Linked DNA regions of Mus musculus: regions 2, 3 and 4 are each linked to region 1. Evidence: chromatin contacts called from public Hi-C and HiChIP or PLAC-seq data. All regions are on one chromosome and are shown on one strand. Each heading gives the region's core, a stretch centred on a gene start, on an enhancer-like site or on the middle of the called end of the contact. The rest is flanking DNA. Distances are from core to core; before and after follow the strand shown.

Region 1 (5,651 bases), core at 1,901-4,400:
TGTACACCTCCTATAGTACATACGTGATGAAACAGTAAGGAGAAAAAATAATGGCTACAGATCTCTGAGGAATCTATTTTCTGGTCATGTCTATTTCACATACAATACACATGTGTGCACATATATATGCACAAATATAGATAACACATATAACACATGTGCACACATACAAAACACATATACACACATGGCGCACATTGCACACGTAATACATATGCGTATAAACACATGCACAAATACATAGCATACACACTTAGGCTTCCTACCGTTGGGAATGAACCAATCAGGAAATAAACTGAAACTTATGCCATCTTTGTCACTATGAGGTCTGGTGGCCAATTTCACTTTGTTAGTGGCAGTTCAGGACACTGTTTAGCAGCTAGGAAAGTGTCTTTGTATCTTGCTTCCTGTCCCTAACCTCAGCTGGCTTGTGCCCGCAGAGAGGCTTCTGTAAAAAGACATCTGTGGACTTGTCTATAATGCCAATATTGTAGGTGGAGACAGACGAATTCTCAGAGCCCCCAGCCATCCATCTAGCCTATAGCGTCCCTTTCAGTGAGACCCTATCTTAAAGCTACAAGATTTAGAGTCTATGAAGATTCCTGACATCCTTCTCTGGCTTGTACATATGTGTACAGGGACATGGGCACTCAAATACTCACATGTAAAACACACACACACACACACACACACACACACACACAGGGTAAATGTTACAGGGTAAATGTTAGGCAGCAAGGAGTTAGGTAGCATGGTGATATAGAAGCTGAAACTAAACAGTACTCATTTTCAAGTACAGAGGGAATATTTTAAAAAGTTAATCATCTGTTAAGAGAACCAGTGCATTCCCAAAGTACAGACATTGCTCTGGACTGTATCTACAATTGACAATGTTCTTATTTGGAAATGAGGTTTTAAAAAGCTCAAACAAACACGAAAGACAATTTTTTGCTACTTGATCATTTAAATAATAACTTAGGGCTGTCAGGAGGGCTCAGCAGGTAAAGGTGCTTGCCACCATGCCTGATGACGTGCGTTTATTTCTCAGCACCCACATAGTGGGAGGAGGGAACTGATTCCCCAGAGTTGCCCTCTGAACTTCATACTTGTATGGGGCTACACACACCTGTATACAAATCTTACTTTGATTGTTAGCTGCCTAAAGTGTGTACCCTAGACATATACAAGGAAAAGATTAAAAAAAAAGTAGACGAAACATAGGTCAATGCCCCTTTGCAAGAGATTTCTCAGAACAGCCCAAGGCTACTTAAGAAGCCTGATTTTCAGGTTCAATTTTTTTTTTTAATTATGTTTATTTTTTAAACAGGGTCTCATCTAGTCCAGGTTGGTCTCAAACTTCCTTGTATAGCAAGAGGGTAACCTTGAACTCCTGATCCTCCTGCTTCTGCCTCAGTACTGGAATTAAAATGCCCAGTTTACCTGGTGTTAGGGATGGAACCCAGGGTTCCTATCTGCTAGGCAAACACCAACTGAGCTGCATCTCCAACCTCCTAAGGTGGAAACTGGCACTGCCTAACTACTAAGTCATGGCAACTCTACCCCTGCTGGATTCATCATCAGAATCTTCCTTCCTGTTCACTCTTTCCCTTGGCTTCCTCAGAACCCTCCTCTCCCCTCCCCTCCCCTCCCCTCCCCTCCCCTCCCCTCCCTTCCCCTCCCCTCCCCTCCCCTCCCATCCCCTCCCCTCCTCTCCCCTCAGTGGATCAAGATTTGTCCTCCTCAAGTTTAACTTTGGACTTTGCCTTTCATCAGCTCTGAACTGTTCGAGGGTTCTGGTGATTCATGCATTGGCATATCTTGTATTATTCTTCCCTTCTGGGAAACACTTGAGCATAATCCATTGGAAATAACTCAGTGATAACAACCACCAGTTAGTCCCTTCAGGGGGCCTGAGTTTGAGTTCTGGGTGAGCCGACTTTAATGAATTAGCTATTGTTTTATTTTCTCACATCTAAAGGGGAGAGATATTTTAATATTTAGTGAGTAAGATCATATCAACTATGTACAGTAAATGGAATATATGTGGGACATACACATACACACACACGCACACACTGCATACACAGTGTGTTTTGTGTGCCCCACTTGTGTATAGGCCAGAGTTCAATGTCCTTTGCCTTCCTCCTTCATGTGTCTCTTACTGAACCCGAAGCTCACCCTTTTGGCAAGACTACGCAGCCAACACTTTCTAGGGATCCACTGATCTCAACCTCCGCCCTGAGATTACAAACTAGTACTGTTGGCTTTTGTTGGTCCATTTTAGAGCTCTAAAGCCAGGTCTTCATGCTTGCATGGCAAGCAAGCACTTGATCTATTGAGCCATTTACACACACACACACACACACACACACACACACACACACAAACTGAAGGATCTGCTAATTGCACAACTTCCCTTCACTCTTCTTTAGTGTACTGGAGTCAAGAAAACAAGAAGCGTGGACTGAGCTAGTGTGCAGTATTCAAATCAAAGAACCTTGATGCAAAGACAGCCTCTAGTGCTGGCATTAGAATTCAGAACTTCCTGAGTAACCGCTGAGCTCTACCTCCAGCCTCAGTCAGTCTATTTAAAGAATGCACCTATGCCTGCGCTTGTTGGTTTTCTGGGTGTTGAGCAGATGAAGACACTAGCTTCTTGCTCCCTTGCCATCCAGTTCCACAAAGGGGATCCTACTGTGTGATCCGGCTGAGCCGCTGCCCTTCTCTGGCATCTCTCCAGTTGAGGTCTGGGGCCAGGGTGTCCCGGGCGTCCCGGGCTTCCCGGGCTTTGCCACGCGGTGACCAGATCTCTTCCTGGACACATGCCCAGCGCCCCGCACCACCCGATGGATACATTTTGCACTCTGCATTCTTAGCGTCGCCTTTTTGCAAAACTTAAGTTTGCAAGATTGTGTGCCTTCCAGGGCGATCCCGTAAGGCCTGAACCTAGGAGAGGCTCTCGGGGGTGGGTGGGACAGACACTGGTGGCTGTCCCAGCTGAAGAATAGGGAGCCCAGAGCCCCGCGCACTACGGGTGGCGGAGCCAGTACACCGCAGCACGCCCGCCCATTGGCTGAGCCGGAGGGCGGCGCTGCGGCCGCTACCACCGGACCTGGAATCCAGAGGAGCGGAGTGAGGCACGCTTTTGTGTTGCTCAGTCGCCTTGGTTCACGGTGGGAGGGGCTTCGAGCGGCCAAGCCGCACCCTTCATTTGCATACTCCGTCTTCGGGCACGTTGTTTGTAGGAACAGAACTTCGACCCCGGCTGCACGCACCCACACAAAACACATCCTCTCTCCCACCCCTACCCCTGCGCGCCTCTCTCTCTCTCTCTCTCTCTCTCTCTCTCTCTCTCTCTCTCTCTCTCTCTCTCTCTCTCTCTTCCTTCCTCCCCTGCTTCCTTTCTTCCCCCCCCCCCTTTCATCTCCTCTCACTCTTCCATATTCCTGTCTTCTACCCTGCAGTCTGCTAAGACCTGCATCGAGAACCAAAGCTGACTCCAACGCGCGTGCGCCTATCATGCTCCTATTGTTTTGGAATAGGAAAGGGTCGTCTTCTAGTTCTAGGATGGATACAAGTTCATAAGGGCTTGCTGCTGACCCCAAACTGTCAAAATTCAGGGCTATTAAATCAGTTACTAGATTCCAAAGGGGAGGGATTTGGCTTTGGGGGACTCGAACATCAGAGGTCAGGGGCCCAGTGAGGGAGAGAAAGGCTTGGAATGGAAACCAAATACATGATTTTAAGGCGTTTCTAAATCTCACCTTCAGGGCGGCAGAGTTGAGAGGCTCTCAGCCAAAAGACACAACTGTTCCTATTTGGAAATTTCTGAAAAGCAGTGATGATGTTTGGGAGCATAAATCTTTCTCTCTCTCTCTCTCTCTCAACATCAGGCTTTGGAAAGAAATGTCATAAAGTATGTGTAGTGGTGTGGAGACATTAAAATTTTGTTTTTGTTTTTTGTTTCACATCTGTAGTTTGTCGAGGAAAGCACAAGGTTTAACACCTGAAGCAAAGCAACGTGGGGAGGGGCGGGTGTCGAAATGCATTTCTGTGGACTGGTTATTTGTTTACAGTGCAAAGCTGGTCTGTGTCTTCTGCTACTGTAGTATTTAGCCTTTGCTCTAGGCAAGGGGTTGCTCTTTTTGATGCAGTTAAAACACATTTATCGCGCGCGTGCGTGCGTGCATGTGTGTGTTTCAGATGAAAACTTGCAGAAGTTGGTTTGGCAGGCGTGCCATGTAGTTTTGGACTTAAAGAAAAGTAGGAATTGGATGACTGGGAGTGAGTTGCTGACATTTTTACTCTACTTGTTTTTTAATTTCTGCACTCTATTCCTATGCAAGCATTAGTTTTTTTCTGTGTTGCTGGCGTCTGTGACAATAACCGTGTCCCTTACTTCTTGAGTGTGTTTCCTAACAAGAAAACTCTTTATACAAGGATGGCACAACAATCAGAACTAGGAAATTAACACGAATAGAATATGTTAATCCACTTGCAAAAATCTCCTCGTTTGGAGCTGTTGAGGTAGCTCAGCAGTTAAGGTTGCTGGTCATACATGTCTGAGAACCTAATCCATGTGACAGGAGAGCAGGTTGACTCCATAGAGCTGCTCTGTCTCTGCCTCCTTGACAATGCAAATTAAGAAATTGAAATTCTACTGCCTATCACTACAGTGGTCTTTCTTCACGTGTTTTTCCTCCTGATCCAGTTACACTTTATATCTGTACAACTCTTTATCTTTTTTTAAAATCACATTTATTTATTTGTGTTGGGAGGGCATGCATGTGCCAGAGAGAGCTTTTGGAGGCCAGAGGACAACTTTTGAGAGTCAGGCTCAGTTCAGTTCCTCCACCTTGTGGGTTTCAGGGATTGTCACGCTTGGCAGCAAGCCCCTCACTGGCTGAGTCATCTCAGTGCTCACTTTCCTTCCTTCCTTCCTTCCTTCCTTCCTTCCTTCCTTCCTTCCTTCCTTCTTTCTTTCTTTCTTTCTTTCTTTCTTCTTTCCTTCTTCCTTTTCTTATTACAACAGTGACGTTTTAATGTCTCTAAAGTGAATTGTTATTGTTGGGGAAGAAAATATGTAAATACCTTGCCTTTCCCAACACATCCTACCTGGAAGCCAGTGTTGGGTTATCCAGGTATTACTGGTAAGACTATTTGAAAAAAAATTTTTTTTTTGAGGGGAGAAGTATTTCTCAAGATAGGGTTTCTCTGTGTAGCCTTGGCTGTCCTGGAACTCTGTAGACCATGGTCGCATCAAACTCACAGAGATCTGCATACCTCTGCGATTAAAGGCGTGCACCACCACTGCCTGGCTATTTGAAACATTTCTGACTGGATTCGTTAAGAGGATGTTGCAGTCACAAGGCACACACAGGGAAAAGAATTCGTGCAAGAAGATTTACTCTTTTTATTAGTTTGGTTTATGTTGCTGTGATAAACACCATGATCAAAAGCAACTTGGGGAGGAAAGGGCTTATTTCACCTTTTACTTCCAAGTTAAGGCAGGAACCTGAAGCAAGACCTGAAGCAGAGACCATGGAGGAGTGCTGATTAATGACTTGTTCAACTTGCTTTCTTATACCCAGGACTACCTGCTCAGGGATAACAGTGCCTATGGTGACTGGGAATCTCTCATATCAATCCTT
Region 2 (5,651 bases), core at 961-3,460, 450 kb before region 1:
CCACACCAGCCATGTCTACATAATGAGATCCTGTCTCAGAAAAGAAAAGGAGAAGAAAGAGGAGGGGGCTATGTGCCTGTGGAGGCCAGAAGACAACCTTGAATGTTCAGACCAGGCTGACATCGAACTCACACCCTGCCTTCCTCTGCTGCCTGAGTGCTGGGATGAAAGGCGTGCACCACCACACCTGGTGTTGGCTTCATTTTGAAATATGGTCTCTTTCTGGGTCTTGGAGCGCCCTAATTCAACTGAGATGGCAGACCATGAGCCTCAGAGTTCCCCTCCCCTGTCTTTGTCTCCTCAGCTCTGGGATTACGGTTGTGCGCCTATATGTCTGGCCTTACATGTGGGTTTTGGGAATTGAAGCAAGACCCTAATCCTTGTGCAGCAAGCACTTTACAGACGAGGTCATCCCCTGGCCCAAAATACTATTTTTTAAATGCTTTAGTACATTTTAGTGCTGGAGAGATGGCTCAGTGGTTCATCCCTTTACTATATAGAGACTACCCATAAGTTCTGTGACTCTAGTGAACCCTGACTACTACAATAAAGAAATGTTAATAATGGGTATTGATTTTTAATTTTCCTTATGTCTCTTGTCTTTGCTATTACCACTTCTTCCTAGTGTTAAAAAACCAAGTGTGTATTTTCAAAATAGATACAGCTCAGCTCATACTGCCCGCGCTTGAAGAACACAAAAGCTGCTACTGGACAGCATGAGTGGAGAAATTTATCTTTTTCTCTCTCTCAATGAGAGGCTAGGCAAAGTGGTGCACACCTTTAATCTCAGCAAGAAGCAGGCAGAGACAGGTGGATCTCTGTGAGTTTAAGACCAGCCTAGTCTACATAGCAAGCTCCATAGCAACCAAGGTCATATAGCGAGACCCTGCCATAAACAAAACAACACAGGGGGAGGGAGGGAGGGAGGGAGAGAGAGAGGGAGAGAGAGAGAGAGAGAGAGAGAGAGAGAGAGAGAGAGAGAGAGAGAGCTGTTACAGTGACTCAGGCCTGTAGGTAGTCTCAGCATTTAGGAAGCTAAAGCAGAATGGGTTTTGAGTTCAAAGCCAGCCAAGGTTATAGAGTAAGACCCTGTCTCAAAAGAACCAATGACAGAAAAAAAAGTGACAGAGAAAAGAAGACACTGGAACGCCATGGATAAGATTGCTTGACTCCCAAAAAGGAGGTCCAGCAACAGGCCCAAAGTGGGATCCAGCTCAAGGGAAGGTCCCAAGGTCTGACACTATTACTGAGGCTATGGAGCACTCACCAAAAGGGATCTATCATGACTGCCCTCCAAGAGACACTTGTACTCTCTGACTCTTCTCACTGGCCCTCAGTCAACAGACATTTCCCAAGCACCTCAAAGTCACGTTGGATCCAAAGCCTGGATCCAAAGCCTGGGGAGATAGGAGGAAGGAAGACATCTGCCTGGGGCTTTTATATTCTAGTGTTCGCCGGAGTGGAAGTGCCCTGGGTCCCTCTGATTGTAACTAGGTGGATATAACTCATAGGTGAAAACATAAACGTATGAGCTATGAATCCCCAACCCGGCCAACAGCCATGCCATCTGTAACAACGGGTCTGGTTTAAGGTCAGCTTAGGCTACAGAGAAGAAAAAGTCAGAAATGTAGACACTGACTCAAATGGAATTTTCGGGGCAATTTATTCGAGTTTAAAATGGAAAGTCCAGGGCAGGCAACCTGTAGTCTCAGGGCAAGCAAGCCAAGGAGAATGAAGAAGATCCGCTGTCATGGAGGTCAGCCACACTTGATGGGACTGGAGCTCTAGAAAAAGGACTAAGGAAAACCCAAGCCAGACTGTTAGGAAGTTTAAAAGCATACTCAGGCCAGCATCCAAAGGGGAAAGGAAAAGCGAAGGGGGATGGATAGAGTAGCCTACACCGTATTAGCCCAACCTATACTAGGGGAAAGAAGAGGAATTATGGAAGAGAAAAGTATATCACCTGCCTTCTCCGGTGGTCCTTTGCCAGGACCCTGACCTGCCTCGCTACATTAACCCTTTAGGAAGGAGACAGAGGCCATCTCTCCTAGAGGAGACTATGAAGCCACAGCAGACCAAAGAGCGAGATGGTAGCAGAAGGTTCCTGGAAAGGACGGTGAACTGGAGCCTAGGACGCCTCTCTGGGTGAAGCAAGAACACTCTTGTGAAATGGAATTGGAGCCGAGCCCTTCCCCGCTGTGCACGCACCAGACCCCGGGTTTGCAAGGATGGATGGGAATGGGCGGTCCTACACGCCGCCATCAGGAAGAGGGCTCTGCGGAATGCTTAGGAGGCCCTTCCACCAGAGCTGCTCCAGGGCCGGGACTTCGAGACTTCCACTTCACCACCGCAGGACCATCCAAAGCAGATAGACTGGGAGACGCAGCGCAGATACACAGAGAAAGGATGAGACCGGTGCAGGTAGGGCTGGGAACTGCACCGGATCTTAGCAAAATGCTCTGAAGGGGAGTCCTAAAAGGGGAGCTTTTCGTGCAGGTACGGGGGAGGAGCAGGGGTGTACGGAAAACTGCCACAAGGGGGAGCGCGTGTCTACCAGGATCGTGCCTGACACTAGCTGGCACTGGGCTATGATCTCTTGCTTTTCTAGGGCAGTTAGCCTCTGGTCTCAGGATAATGTGCATGCCCTAGGGCACATGTTCTTTTATGTATATCCAAGAATCTGAGGCTTGGTGAATTTCCTTTTAAAAAAAAAAAAAAAAGATTTATTGGGCTAGAGAGATGTCTCCGTTATTAAGAGCACTTAAATGGTGAATCCTGAGGTCCTGAGTTCAATGTCTAGCATACACATCAGGCAATTCATAAATGCCTGTAACTCCAGCTCCAGACGACCTCCCGAAAGCACCTGTATACATGTGGCATACACACAGACATGCACACAAATACATCTAAATAAACATAAATTTATTAAAATAAAGAAATGTGTGCGTGCATGCTAGGAGGTAACATCAGATCTTCTGAAGCTAGCTACAAACAGTTGTGAGCTGCCCAAAAGGGGAGCTGAGAACTGAACTCAGGGTCCTGGGAATTGCAGGAAGCACTCCTAACCTCTGAGCCATTTCTCCAGCCTTGCATGGTATATTTCCATGTCATTCATCGTGAGGAGTGATTTTTCTATTAATAAATAATACACACTGAAACTAGGGTAAAAAGATAACCCCCACTTTCTTTTTCTTTCTTTTTTAGTGTGGTGATGGTAGTGGTGAGAGAGTCTTTCTACAGAGCCCTGGCTCTATTGGAACTCTATATATCAGGCTGGACTTGAACTCACAAAGATCCACCTGCTGCTGCCTCCTAAATGCTGGGACTAAAGGCATGTGCTAGCATGCATAGCCTAATGTAACTCCCCCGCCTTCTACCTTCACTAGCAAGGACAATACAGAGTCATCTGAGTCTGATGTTGATGTCTTTCTATTACAGCTGACTATGGGGGAAAAGGAGAGACCTTGGGACAGGCAGACTTGCATCTAGTCTAGAGTTTCACGCTATGCCTCCCTAGGCCTGGGCTTATTATACGCATTTGTCTACCCCTACATGACTACAGGGTTTCCTTTATTTGTATTATATATGGTGGAAGGGGACACATAATGCTCAGACACTAGTAGGGTGTGCTCAGCTATACATACGCACTCTGGGTACTCACTTAGGGGCTCGTATATATCCATGCATTCAGAGACAGTAAGGGACGTATTACAGGGCTTAGGCTGCCAGCACACAGAGGCACACTTATACTCGTGTGCACCCTGGAGGGTAAGGGTCTGCTCCAGCAGCCACACCCCAGGGACAGGTTCAAGCCCATGCAGAAATCTACACTGAACATTTGTTCTTTTATTGCTATTTTTAATTAGCTTATTTTATGATATTTTCATACATACCTACTTTGGGTTGACTATCCCCTCAACTCTCTGCTTCTCCACTGTGGTGGTTTCAATGTGCTTGGCCAGGGAATGGCATTATTTGGAGGTGTGGCCTGGCTAGAGTGGGTGTGGCCTTGTTGGAGGAAGTGCATCACTGCGGATGTGGGCATTAAGACCGGCTTTCTAGCTGCCTGGAAGCCAGTGTTCTAGCAGCCTTCAGATGAAGAGGTAAGACTCTCAGCTCCTCTTGCACCATGCCTGCCTGGATGCTGCCATGCTCCTGCCTTGGTGATAATGGACTGAACCTCTGAACCTGTAAGCCAGCCCCAATTAAATGTTGTCCTTATGAGAGTTGCCTTGGTCACGGTGTCTGTTCACAGCAGTAAAACCCTGACTAAGTCACCCATTTTCCTGGCCCCAATCCCACTTAGATCCAACCATCTCAGGATCCTCCCTCTACTCTCTTACTGCCTGTGCTCTATTGCCCTCCAACCCCTCTCCCTGAGGCTTCTCTCCCAACCCCTCTCATGGGATCTTTCCATCTTAGTGGTTTCTACATGCACCCATTCTAACATACACACACACACACACAATATTGGAAGCTAGACTCCACATATGAGAGACAATATACAGTCTTTGGTTTAGGGGTGCTTTGTTTTGTTTTGTTTTGTTTCCAACCTTATTCTAGGCTTATTTCACCTAACACAATGATTTCCAGTCACATCCATTTTCCTGACGATGTCATTATTTCATTTTCCTTTGGTGCTGAGTAAATTCTGTCCTGTATATATGCAGCACATTTTCACCAGTTGATGGACATCTAGGCTGTTTCCGTTTTCTGGCCATTGCCGATCTATCATCTATTTCATGGATGAGCAAGTGTCTTGCTGAGGTTTTGTCTTTTTACTGTTTGTCAAAATGCTAAGGGATGGCCTCCAAGATTTGGAGTCTGCAGGTAGCCTGAGGGACCCCACCCCCAATTAATTCTGATTGGCAAATAAAGATGCCAGCAGCCAATAACTGGGGAGAAGAGACATGACATAGGCAGGGTTGAAGTTTCCCCAGGCTAGAGACCATGAGGAAGAGGAGGGAGAAGGAGAGCCACCATGGAAGAGGACTATGGTGCAGGAGGGAGAAGGAGAGCCATAAAAGCGTGGCCATGTGGGCTGGATAAATGAAGTTAAGAGCAGCCCAGACAGAACATAGAATTTAGTGAGTAATGACTTGGAGTTATCAGTTGGAAAGTGGATTCTAACGGCATGGACCATGGGCAGCTGTTCAGCCATTGAGCTGCCTAAGGCATATTTTAAAATATATGGCATAGTTTGTGTCTTTCATTCGGGAACACAAATGGTCTAAGGTGGGAAGGAACCCTGCACTGGAAATTTTTATTAAATACTTTTTTTTACAACATGTCTCATTAGTAGGGCATAGATTCCTTTGGGTATTTTTTTTCTAATTATTTTAGTATTGTGTCTTTCATTCACCTTGGTGTGCAGGTGGGGCTCCCACTGTGTGGACCCCAGGGATAAAACTCAGGTCAGGTTCTGCCTCGGTGCATTTTGCATGCTGAGCCATCTCACTACCCTACCCCAGCTCTACTTTTGTAGCCAGAGCTGACCTTGAACTCATGATCCTCCTATCTCAATCAGCCTCTCAAGCGATGGAATTACAGTCCAGCTGCACCATGTCTGGCTTCCAGGACTGGGTGTTTTGTTTCATCACCAAACCAAAGCCCTAAATCCAATCTCCCCACCAGGTCCCAAAGTTCTGTCC
Region 3 (5,651 bases), core at 1,170-3,669, 410 kb before region 1:
ACTGGCATTTGCATACACATACACGGGTATGGTGACAAGTGTGCATGTATGCATTGTGTGAGCACACATATATTATATTATGCACATTCAGATACTACTGACAGTATACCATTCAAGCACACACAACTCCACGCACGCAGAGGCTCACTATTATAGGTACCTTCTCCGTGGGACTCAGCAAATAAATTGCCTCCAAGCTGGGAATGGGTTCTCTCCGTTTGTTGATGTCTTCCACGACTAAAAGCAACAGAGGAAGACATACAAATGTTTGACATGGAGGAGACAGGGGAGTCTCAGGTGTGGGGAACTGGACCCATGGTGGTGGTGTTTTAAAGGCTGGTACTATTCCCTTAGGGTCTTAAATAGAAATATACACCTAAGGTTCCCCACTTAAAGAGCTACAGTCAAGGTTCGGCACATCTGGAGTACCACAGCCATACTTTTGGTGTCTATACACTCTTGAGAACCCAGAGTCCACCCGAGCTTCTTACAGAGACACCTTACAGGGACTGCACAGTCATTGTTTTATTTGCATGAGACAGGGGCTCATTAGCCCTGGCTGGCTTTGAACTCATAAGCTGATTAACTTTAAACTTGTGATACTCCACCTCCACCTCCTGAGGGCTGAGATTACAGGCATTTGCCACTATGACTATTTTACATGGAGCTAGAGACTGAACTCGGGGATTTGTTCATGTTAGGCAATCACTCTGTCAAAGGCGCTATATGTTATATTCTCTGCTCAGGAGGTTGAGTTGGTTACAGTCAGTGAGGCTGACCCTTTAGGGATTGTAATCAGGAAATCCTACATGGAAGGAATCCTATAAACCTCCTCCAGGCTATGTAGGGAGAACTTCAGACTGAACCAGTCTGAAGGGATCTCACACTCAAGGGATACATCCAGACACCCCACATTCAAGGGTCCACCTCAGATTCATCCACTCACTGGTGATGCCCTCCGCCAGGATATCTGACATTTTACAACAGGATGACAAGATTCGCATGCTCGGGTGATCCATGATGAGGACCTGACCAGATGAATGGGTATAGACACAAGGAGAGGTGAGCCGTACAAAAATGTCTGTAGCTGGTCCCAGGAGAATCAGAGGCAGTGGGGCATCCATCTACCCAAACCCACCCCTATGGATTAACAGCTTATTCAAGGAATTCTGGAGGCAACTCTCATAGCCTGGGGCACTGCATAGATCTGGGTAAAAGGCTGCCCCTGGGTCTCCAGGCATTCTGCCTCAGCCCCTACCTTCCACTCGCCATCCTTCTTAACGCTCCGGATGACGCCGCTTAAAATTTCTACAGGGAAGAAAGAAGGGAAGAGGGCTTGGGACACTTGTCCTCTAAGCTGGACCCCCAACCTGGATCCTGAGTTGAAGCTCCTGGCATTACCCCCAATTTACAGTTGGTCAAATTCAAGTGCTCTGAGGTCAGATAACTTAGCTAAGTACCCTCGTGTCTACTCGGTACAAAGCTCAGAGGTCAGGTACATCTTAGAGAATTGAGTGAATGAGATTGAGGGCCTCCTGGTGTACCTTAGACTAGAATGCCTGGCATTCTGAAGGTTCCTATCAACCTCTAAGCCTGCTTCCCACTAACCCTTGTCTTATGTAGGGAGGTTTCTTTTTAACACCAAGGTACTGGGCCTTTCCACAAAAACCTGTTCTGTCCAGAAGAAGGAGTAGGGGAAAGGGGAAAGAAAGGTGGCCTTGCCCAGAGCCTGGCCAGTGCACCAGAGTGTCGAGTCCACTGTTATCAGGGCGGAAGAAGTGCCTGAGGCCGGAACTACTGGAGGTGGGGGAGGGGCATCCTCAAGCCCTCTTGTCCCCACCAAGAACTTTAGCTTGCAAGGAGAAGTCAAACCTTCTAAGGAGCTCCCAGGCATGATGAGAATGAGGTGTCCCCTTCATCGCCCCCATGGGGTATGTGCACACCTGGGTGCTCATACAATACGTGGGGTCGTTGACCAGGTCACTGTAGGACCCCTGAGTCCAGCCCCTGAACTTTCAGGGTTCAGAAACTCGTCAGCCTGTAGCGGAGGCAGCCCAAAGGTCTAGACGTGTCCTAGAGGTGCCTCCCTCTCCTCCCTTGTCTGAGTCCTCCCCATCCCAACTTTGTTCTGCCAGCTGCAACTGAGGGGCAGGCAGTCCAGCTGGGCCCAAGACCCCGCCCGTCCCCTCAGGAGTCAGGTGCTCTCCCCACCGTCAAGATCCCGGGATCTCGGAATCCGTGCACCTCACCTCTCCCGAGGTCCCCAGATCCCCCAAGGGACAGCCAAGAAAACACCAGAGCCCCGCCGCGGGGTGACACTCACTTTCCCCTACCACCGCCTTCAGCCCCAAGGGCGCCATCTTCCCCTGAGGAATAGCGCTGCTTCCGGGTCGGTCCCAAGGTGGGGGCGTGGCTCTACGCGTCATCCACGTGGGCCCCACCCCGTGGGTTCGGTCCACGCCCTCTGCGCACCTGGTCCGCCTCCCGGTCCATCTGTTCTCTCTCTCTCTACGTCTAGGAAGCTGGGTCCCAGCAGCACCACTTGGCTCCACTTCAGGGGAAGGCACAATGACAGGGACTCGAACGGACGATCGCCAGTTTGTGCGTGCGCCCTCGGGAGTCTTAAATATTCCCTTGCTCACACACACTGGGATCAATTTGCTTAGCGCGATGACAGCGCGGTAAAAATACTCATCTCGCTCCGAGTACAAATACCACCCTGTCCAGAAATTCTTCCGTCTGTGATATAGTGTGCCCACTCAAAGGACAGCGGGACTTTCTAAATCTGGAACTGCACAACTGCTTTCCGGGATCCAAAGACTAGTAGTACAAGCTTGGGCAACGCTCGGTAGACTTCCGAGGGAGTACATGGGAGACTCCGCTAGGTGCCTTTTCTATGCAGTTTGCTCTCAGTCTTAACATTCTGTAAGAGCCCCGTGGTGAAGGAGAAACATAGACTCGAAGACTATGACCACATATCTGTGCCTGTTCATGAAGGAATGCTCCTCAGTCGTTTTCATTAGCATGTATTTATAGCACACGGTAATGGGTTTTACTATGACATTTCATACATGCATATAATGTATGTTGATCACATTCACCCTCATTCCCCTCTTATGCCCATTTTGATTGATCCCTTTCCCCTTCCCAACTAGTACCCCTTCTATTTGCATGTCTTGCTGTTTGTGTGTGTGTGTGTGTGTCCCAATGGGTTTTAACAGGGGTTGCTTACAGGAGCATAAACAACTTACCAACGGCTACATCACTGAAGAAAGGCTCTCTCTCTCTCCTTTGCAAATAATAATTTACACATATAATCTATACATTTAATAATTATACATATAATCTCCTGTTGTACATAATAAATTCCAATAGTTCGGAAAAGAACGAGAGTTTCTAGCCTGTAACAATCATATCATCCACCCCCAACTTCCTTCGCCCGCCCCACCCCGATACCTCCAAATGCATAGCCTCACCCCACACACTTCACATCCTCTCTTATTTTGTTTTGAGGCACATTGAGCTCAGTTGGCGCTCATACCCAACTGATATGTTGGCCTGATCTTGCACAGGTAACACCAAGAGTACAGGAAGTTCATGAATATAACGTCCATGTAATGTACTTTTGCCTAGCCTCCTCCTTTTACATTCGTACCACCCCCCTTCTTCCGTGACGGTTCATGAGCTTTGAAGGAATTCCTAGTCCTTAAAAGTGTATGTGTATGTGTGTGTGTATGTGTGTGTGTGTGTGTGTGAGGGAGAGAGAGAGAGAGAGAGAGAGAGAGAGAGAGAGAGAGAGAGACTGAGGATCAAACACAGGATCATACATGTATTTGCTAAGTACTTTACTACTGAGCTACAACTCCAGCTATTTGTTACAGTTTTATGACCTTAGGAGCCACACACACAGGGTGACAATTGCATCCATGTGCTGACACACAAACAGATCAAACACACTTACACACACACATATGGTAGGTGATTCAAATTAAACTCAGAATTTTGAGGCCTGCTTCCATTGTTTCTCTAGAGAGGAGCTGACACCCTGTGACATAGGGGCAACAGTCTCTATATCAATCACAGACACAAGGTTTCAGATCTAATGGGTGGTAGTTGTGAATGTGGGTTTGCTCATCTGAGCTAGTTTCTTGATGCTGCTTAAGTCTCCAAGTTGTGGCTAGGAATGGAGCTCAGCTGGTTAGAGTGCTTGCCTACTATGCACAAAGCTCTGGGTTCCAACCCAGCACCACATAAGCCAATCATAGTGCCCTACACATTAATCACAGTGACTTCTAGAGGTAAGGAGGATCCAGAATTCAATTCCATCCATGACTACATAGATTCTTAATAGCCAGGTTAGGTTACATGATATCATATTGTCTCTCAAAAAAATCCTATATGAGATCAAGGGGCGAGCTACATGTGAGGGTGACTGACAGGAGAAAAGTGAGAAGTGCCTAATATGAGTGGGAAGTGTCTGGCAGGAGCTAGAAGTGGGTAGCAGGAGTGGAGAGTGGCAGTGACCAGGCTTCTTAGCTAAGTCAAACTAGAGTGAAAATGAGAACATGACTGTATATACAAGGGAGAGTGCAGCCAGAGGTATCTAGAGGAGTCCAGAGCAGGGAAAGTAGTAGACTAGACATGACCAGTATTACTGAACTGGGCCATTAGAGGAGAGAGACAGTGAGAGGAAGAGAAAAGGGGATGGAGGTAAGCTGACCAAGAGAGCCAAGATTGATCCAAGAGACAGAAGAACCAAGAGAGTGTGTAGTTAAAATGGCTAGGTTATATAGGGATCAAAAGCTACAAGGAGGGAAGAGAAGCCCCTAAGCTGGAGAGGTTTAGGGTAGAGGCAGAAGTGAGAAAAGCAGAGAGAAGCCACAGGTTTAGCCTCAGTAAGCATGGAGGTTTTCGTGTGCTTGGGCATGCTGATATGCACCTCAGCTAACTGGTTTGAGACCTAATGCTGAGTCTTATTTGGGACCTGACAAAACTGACCTATCCTTCTTTGATGGGTTTCTTAGGTCAAGACAAGAGTTATGCTGAGAAAAACAAAAACAACAAAAAACATTTTTGTCTCTCTATTGAGGTATAGCTCCAGTTTTCTTTTAATTTGAAATGGGTTCTCACTGACTCACCAGGTGGGCCTTAAATTTGTAATCCTCCTGCTATATATAGCCTTCTGAGTAACTGGAAATACAAACCCGCACCCTCAGGATCAACCCATAAGATCTAACAGTTACAGTTACAGGTGAATAAGGACAGCCAGCCACCCTAAGTAGGACTTGGGACCTCTGGTGGTTTGAATAGGTATGGCCCCATAGACTCATGTGTCGGAATGCTTGGGCCACAAAGTGGCACTATTAGGTGTGGCCTTGTTGGAGGAAGTGTCACTGTGGAGGTGGGGCTTTGAGGTCGTATATGTTCAAGCTATGCTATGTGTGGCACACGGCAAGACCCAATTAAATATTTTCCGTTATAAGAGTTGCCATGGTCAGGGGCTGGAGAGATGGCTCAGTGGTTAAGAGCACTGGCTGCTCTTCCAGAGGACCTGGGTTCAATTTCCAGCACCCACATGTCAGCTCACCACTGTCTGTAACTCTGGCTCCCAGAATTCTGACACCTTCAGAAAGATACACATGTAGGCAAAA
Region 4 (5,651 bases), core at 1,890-4,389, 270 kb before region 1:
CGCAGGTGTTTAAGTAGCGCAGAGCCCTGCCCAAAGCCTTTGGCACACACTGGGCACTTGTGGGGACGAGGGCCGCCGTGCGTGCGCAGGTGTTGGGCCAGCAACGAGCCATGACCGAAGGCCTTGCCACACACGGGACAGTGGTGTGGCTTCTCCCCACTGTGGCTGCTTCGATGCTTGAGCAGTGTGGATCGCCAGCCAAAGGCCTTGCCGCAGGCAGCACACTGGTAGGGCCGTGCACCTGTGTGGATGCCACGATGCTGGGCCAGTGTGGCGCCATGGCTGAATGACTTGCCACAGTCGGGACAGCGGTAAGGCTTCTCTCCACTGTGTGTGCGTCGGTGCTGGCTCAGCCCAGAGCTGCGACGGAAGGCTCGCCCACAATCAGGACAAGAGAACGGACGAGGTGGACTGGCAGGGGCAGGAAGCACCGCTGGACTGGTGGCCAAGATTTCGGGGGTGGCAGTGAGGCCAGAAGGAAGGGAATCCACATCTGGAGCAGCAGGGCTGGGGGTGTCATTGCTTGGGTCGAGAACTAGTGGCACCGGGCCAATCACGTCAGGATCAGGATCGAGGTCGAAACTCGAAGACATGGGATCCAGATCTTGGGAATCCAAGTCTGGCTTCCCCAAGATGGATCGTGGAGCTTCGTCTGCTTCAGGGTCCAGATCTTCTAAGCTGGCGTCTCCATCTTCTGAGACAGTGTTGAGGTCTTCTGGCTCTGGCTCAGGGCTTTCAGAAATAGGATCAGGATCTTTGGGACTGGAGTCCAGGTCTTCTGGGTCTGAGTGAAGGTCTCCATAAAGGGGCCTAAGATTCTTATGGCCCGGATTCCTAACCAGAACTGAGCGCCTCATCCTGAAAGTAGAACTGCTTGCAGCTTCTGGAACAGGACCTGCAGTATGAGGACAGGAGGTTGGTGGAGGGAGGTTCTTGGGGAGAGAGGACTGGCCATGCCACACCAAAGTCCCTGGTGAACATATACAGTTCTTGTTCTTGACTTTAACCACAGGAAGAGTCCTAACCGGTGTCCCAGCTAGGATTTGGAAGAGAAGGATCCTAGTGCTGGGACTCTCACTTTTCACCTCAAACCTGGATGGGGGCCATCTTGGGATCTTGTTCTTTTTTTTGAACAGGGGCTTGCATAGCTCCAGCTGTCTCTCAACTCGTAATCAAGGAGGATGTTAAACTACTTATACTCCTGCCTCAACCTCCTGTGCGGAAGTACAGGGAGTGCACAAGCATATTCAGCTTATGTGGTACTGGTTTCCTGAATGGTAGATGAGCACTCCACCCTCTGAGCGGCATCCCAGACCCCCATCCCGAGCTCTATGTAGTACGTGGACTTGGGTGTTATGGAAGGCGGTTCTCAGATCTGATACCCTAAATCTGGGGGAAAGGGTGTTGTGGTTCTTTTTTCATGAGGTCATGGTCTGAATTCTTGCCCCACCCTGCAAACTGGTAGATCTGGGGGTCCCTGATAAAGAGGGGAATGTGTGTGACTTGTCTTACCGAAGTAGAATGGGTAGTGGTAAGGATGGGAAGTTAAGGATACCTAGTAGTCCTTCTCTGTCACGGTGAAAACTGCAGGGCTCCTTGTTTGCTTCCAGGAAAGAATTCTAGACCTCTCTAGAATTCTAGCTTGAGTGAGATATGTTCTGTCTTAAACCAGAGGACAGGGAGTGGAAACCTGAGCTAGCAGTGGTGGCACACATCTGTTATCCCAGCATCTTTTGAGGATGAGGCTGGCAGATCTGATCAGCCTGGGCTACAAAATAATAACGTTTTTCAAAACTAAGGAGGGGTGCATACATGGCCCCCTTCTGGGGAAAGGGGCAGAAGGATCACTAAGAACTCCACAGCCAGAGGGTGGAGAGAGCAGTTAATATAGCAATTTTCCAATTGGCTTATAAGATTGTGGATTTTAACCCCTTGGTGAAGAGCCGGTGATAACTATAGCTTGGGGGGGGGCCTCTGGGGGGTTACAGAGAGAACTGGGGGGTGGGGCACAGAGGGCTGAGGAGGAATGTCTTCAAGGGAAGGGAGTTCCTGAACCACACACTCCTTGATTAGGGTATGAAGACTGTTTTAGGGAAAGAGGCAGATGTGGAGAAAGAGTAACACCTCTCTACCTTGGGGCTAAGTGAACTCTTTGTTGGGCTGGGCTCCAGGGGACTAGGGAGACCTACCTGACCCCAACCTCACAGTCAGGAGATAGTACACAGAGGGGCGCTGAGTTTCCCCCAACAGTTTCTCTACCTAGGCCCAACTGCTGGAGATTAGTGGGCAGTACCCCGGGGTCTCCGCCCAGATTTCTGGAGACAAGGTATTTTTAGATTGCCTTCGAAGGAAGCAGCCTCATGAACTCCCATCTTGAATGGAAACTCACATCTGTCTCGTAGATGTGCAGAGGGCAGGTGCACCCCGATCATCTCTTGGGAAAATGAGCTTCCAGAGCTCTACATCCTAAGACTGAATGTGGAAGATAACAATAACTGGGATTTTTCTTGGGATTCTTGAGGTAACACGACACCTCCCTTCTGAACACACACACACTATGGAGTATAAAGTCCCACATAGGAAGAACAATGCCCCAAGCTTCTCTTGGTTTCCAGAAAAAAAGAACCCCCTTCTGAAACAAGGAGGTGTTCTGTTCTGTGGGTTCCGAGCTAGCGGGCGCCTCCACCCATCCGGATCTCAGATTCACTGTAGATTAGGGGGTGGTCCCGCCGTTGGCCGGATAAACGTACTAGGCCTGAGCTCCTCCGGACCCCCTTCCCACCGCGTCCGCCACCTTGACCCCCCAAGTAGAGCGCTGGCACCATGTACTCTGCAAGGGGTGCGTAGAGATAGCCTGGGGCCGCGCCCCGCACCCTGCTCTTAGTGTTGAGGGGTCTCCTCCCAACCACCTCCCCCTTTTGTCCAGCCTTCCCCAATCCAGCCCGATCCGCTTTCGGGGTCACTCACCCGATGCCCCTCGCCCCTGCCCGGCCTGGCTGCACTCGCGCTGGCCAGCCGGTGTCTCCCCGCCCCAGGCTTGCAGGAAACCCCACCGATCGCCAGACCCGCTGGCGGCCCCCTCGGCCCAGCGGCCCCGCCAGGCACTCCCGGGGAGCGAGAGGGGCCGGCCGAGGGCCGCTGCGGGAGCTGCTGGGACTTGTAGTTCGCTCGAGCCCTCCGCGGCCGGCGCCATCGCTGCCCCCGCGCCGCCCCACCCCACCCCCCCGCCCCCGGGCCAAGCCTTTGTCCCGACCAGGGCCACCCGAGCTGGCGCGCGTCCAGTCTTTGTTTGCGCCCTACCAACCCGCGCCACCCTAACCCTCCATGCACCCATGTGACTTTTCGGGCCCCTTCTCCGACCCCCGATCTTGACTCTCCATCTGTATCTCTGTCTCCATCTGTCCATCTTTCTTCCATTCTGTCCCCTCCTCTCCATCTCTTTCATTATCTTCTTTAAAAAATGGATTCAGTGCCTATGCATGCCGTGTTGCGCATGGGGAAATCAGTAGATAAGTTCCAGGAGTCCGTTCTCTCCTTATTCCATCCCAGGGATAGAACCAGGGTCTGCAGGCTTGGCCGTGCACTTTTACATGCTGAACTATCTCTCCAGTCCTCCTTTTTTCCCCATTCTCCTTCTCTACCGTAATTTATTTTTTCCTCTTTTAATTTCTTTGCCTCTGGCCCAGTCATTTTCTCTGCCTCTGCCTTTTGTCTCTGCCTACCTTTGTCTTGCCTTCTTTTTCATTTCTCTATCTTGTTTCAAACACCAGCTATCATGATACTCAAATTATATAAGCAAGAGGCCGGGGGAGGGTGTGCTTTGAGAAGGCCTGCAATTTAAATATGCACTTGTCTTTTCTTCATCTAGTATTATCTCAGAAAGTTTAGGGCTGTCAAAATGGCTCAGTGGGTGATGGTTTGTGGTAAGACAGGTGGTTAGAGAGGTGACCCAGTCGGTAAACTGCTTGTTGCAGAAGCTGAAGACCTGGCTTGAGATCTCTGTCACCTATGTGGAAGGACAGATTCAGTGGTGGGTATCTAGAATCCTAGCTTTGAGGTGGCTGAGGCAAGAAGACCCAAGGGCTCACTGGCCAGCCAGTCTAGCTGAATCAGTGAGCTCCCAGGGTCATTGTGAGACTGTGTCTCAAAAAGTAAGGTTGGAGGGACAACCAAGTGGCTTAGTGGGTAAAGGTGCTTGGTGAAAGGCCAAGGACCCGAGTCTGATTCCTTAGGACCAACATGGGTGGAAAGATCAAACTATTTTCTAACCTCCACATGGAAGATATACACACACCACTACATAAATAAATGCAATTTTAAAAAATTAAAATAAGGTGGGACCCATTGAGGAAGACACCTGAAGTCAATCTCTCTAGTCCACATATATGTGTAAGTACAAGTTCTCCCCCTCCCCTGTCTCTATCACACAAGTGCACACACACAGAGTTTTTGTTGATAGTAGAATCTTTCACTAATTTTAGGTAACCTTTTGCCCTCTGATCCTTCCATTTTCTCAGCTTCCTATTCAAATGACAGGTGACACCAGAGGCAGTCCAGGAGGCTGGACCAAGAGCTGATTTCTGGAAGACGTTAGCCAGGACCAAGGAAGGCTCTAGACCACACTTTAAAGCCCCAGCTCCCTCCACCGCAGGGGGAATGAAAACAAGCCCAGGGGGATCTGGCAGCTGGACTCTGGATGTTGCTGCCTGAGTATAAACAGTGGTCACAAAGAGAAATTAATGGTACAGCAAGGCTACCCTCTGACCAAAGCTGAATTAAGATAGACACAAGAATAGGTTGCAGCTAGAACAATGACCACACATCTCCTCTTGTCCCCATAACACACATGACTGCCCGTTTGCCAGCCATAACCCACACTACTTTCAACCCACCCACATCGCTGAGATAAAAGTAGCTGGAATCCCAGCCACAGACTGGGATTAACCATAACCATGGCACTAACCATAATTTTCCCTAAAACTACCCAGCCTGAGTCCATGCCACCCACAGAAGTCTCCCAACACCCCCTTCCAGAGAGCACCCTCTTTTCCCCTTGAGATCAGTCTCACTGTACACAGATATTAGTCTCCTCCCTCCCTTCCCTCCTCTTTTCCTCTACAAGGTCTCTTGTAGCCCAGGTTGACCTCAAATTTACTATGTAGCTGAGGATGTCCTTAAACTTCTAATACTTTTGCCTCCACCTTAAAAAAAAAAAAGATTGATTTATTATATGTAAGTACACTGTAGCAGTTTTCAGACACTCCAGAAGAGGGCATCAGATCTGATTACAGATGGTTGTGAGCCACCATGTGGTTGCTGGAATTTGAACTCAGGACCTCTGGAAGAGCAGTCAGTGTGCTTAAACACTGAGCCATCTCTTCAGCCCCCCGACCTTGCTTTTTTTTTTTTTTTTTTTTTTTAATTACATTTATGGGGCTGTTAAGATGGATTGGCAACTCTTGCAGAAGACTCAGATTTAGTTTCCAGTACTTACATGGCAGCTCACAACCCTCTGTAACTCCAGTTCCAGGGGATCTAACATTCTCTTCTGGCACCAGGCATACACACAGCACACATACATACATGTAAGCAAACACTTATATTCATAAAATAAATATTTTTTTAAAGATTTATTTATTGATTATATATAA

What was found. A called contact is a pair of places that touch in the nucleus more often than the background predicts. HiChIP or PLAC-seq counts read pairs in DNA pulled down with a chosen protein or histone mark.
Region 2: a FOXA1 HiChIP or PLAC-seq map of pancreatic cancer cells shows a contact between it and region 1. The contact joins the promoter of Fcor here to the enhancer-like site in region 1. A contact is called at or near these places in 2 of 39 promoter capture datasets (embryonic stem cells and pre-B cells), 9 of 484 Hi-C or Micro-C datasets (CD4 T cells, embryonic stem cells, muscle stem cells and 4 more), 7 of 115 datasets of contacts at active chromatin or transcription factors (astrocytes, embryonic basal ganglia, embryonic forebrain and 3 more) and 3 of 9 other capture datasets (adipose tissue, embryonic stem cells and liver).
Region 3: an H3K4me3 HiChIP or PLAC-seq map of bone marrow-derived macrophages shows a contact between it and region 1, with 2.5 times the contacts expected there. The contact joins the promoter of Stxbp2 here to the enhancer-like site in region 1. A contact is called at or near these places in 2 of 484 Hi-C or Micro-C datasets (CD4 T cells and neutrophils), 5 of 115 datasets of contacts at active chromatin or transcription factors (T-cell acute lymphoblastic leukemia, bone marrow-derived macrophages, memory CD8 T cells and 2 more) and 2 of 9 other capture datasets (adipose tissue and liver).
Region 4: a contact with region 1 is called in a Hi-C map of uterus. The contact joins the promoter of Zfp358 here to the enhancer-like site in region 1. A contact is called at or near these places in 1 of 39 promoter capture datasets (hippocampal neurons), 3 of 484 Hi-C or Micro-C datasets (double positive thymocytes, embryonic stem cells and uterus), 4 of 115 datasets of contacts at active chromatin or transcription factors (bone marrow-derived macrophages, microglia, pancreatic cancer cells and 1 more) and 3 of 9 other capture datasets (adipose tissue, liver and pancreatic islet).

Annotation. Positions count from the first base shown.
Region 1 is chr8:3,218,655-3,224,305 of GRCm38.p6, reverse strand. The region is part of intron 2 of Insr (insulin receptor); the gene reads left to right. Among named protein-coding and RNA genes, the nearest start is that of Insr, 58 kb to the left of the region's middle. Within about 2 kb of position 3,150, at least 393 of the 459 cell types and tissues checked have an H3K27ac peak or open chromatin away from gene starts, as enhancers often do. A contact at or near this core is called in T-cell acute lymphoblastic leukemia, adipose tissue, astrocytes and 17 more, where this site is marked.
Region 2 is chr8:3,668,950-3,674,600 of GRCm38.p6, reverse strand. Fcor (Foxo1 corepressor) reads left to right here and starts at 2,210. Exons shown (of 2, transcript NM_001357661.1): 1 at 2,210-2,421; 2 at 3,205-3,416. The coding sequence starts at 2,233. The coding sequence ends at 3,342. Gm45231 (a long non-coding RNA gene) reads left to right here. Exons shown (of 2, transcript XR_870093.2): 2 at 1-581.
Region 3 is chr8:3,627,877-3,633,527 of GRCm38.p6, reverse strand. Stxbp2 (syntaxin binding protein 2) reads right to left here and starts at 2,419. Exons shown (of 19, transcript NM_011503.5): 1 at 2,324-2,419; 2 at 1,259-1,308; 3 at 947-1,028; 4 at 161-237. The coding sequence starts at 2,360.
Region 4 is chr8:3,490,626-3,496,276 of GRCm38.p6, reverse strand. It overlaps Zfp358 (zinc finger protein 358), which reads right to left and starts at 3,139. Exons shown (of 2, transcript NM_080461.2): 1 at 2,968-3,139; 2 at 1-895. The coding sequence starts at 857.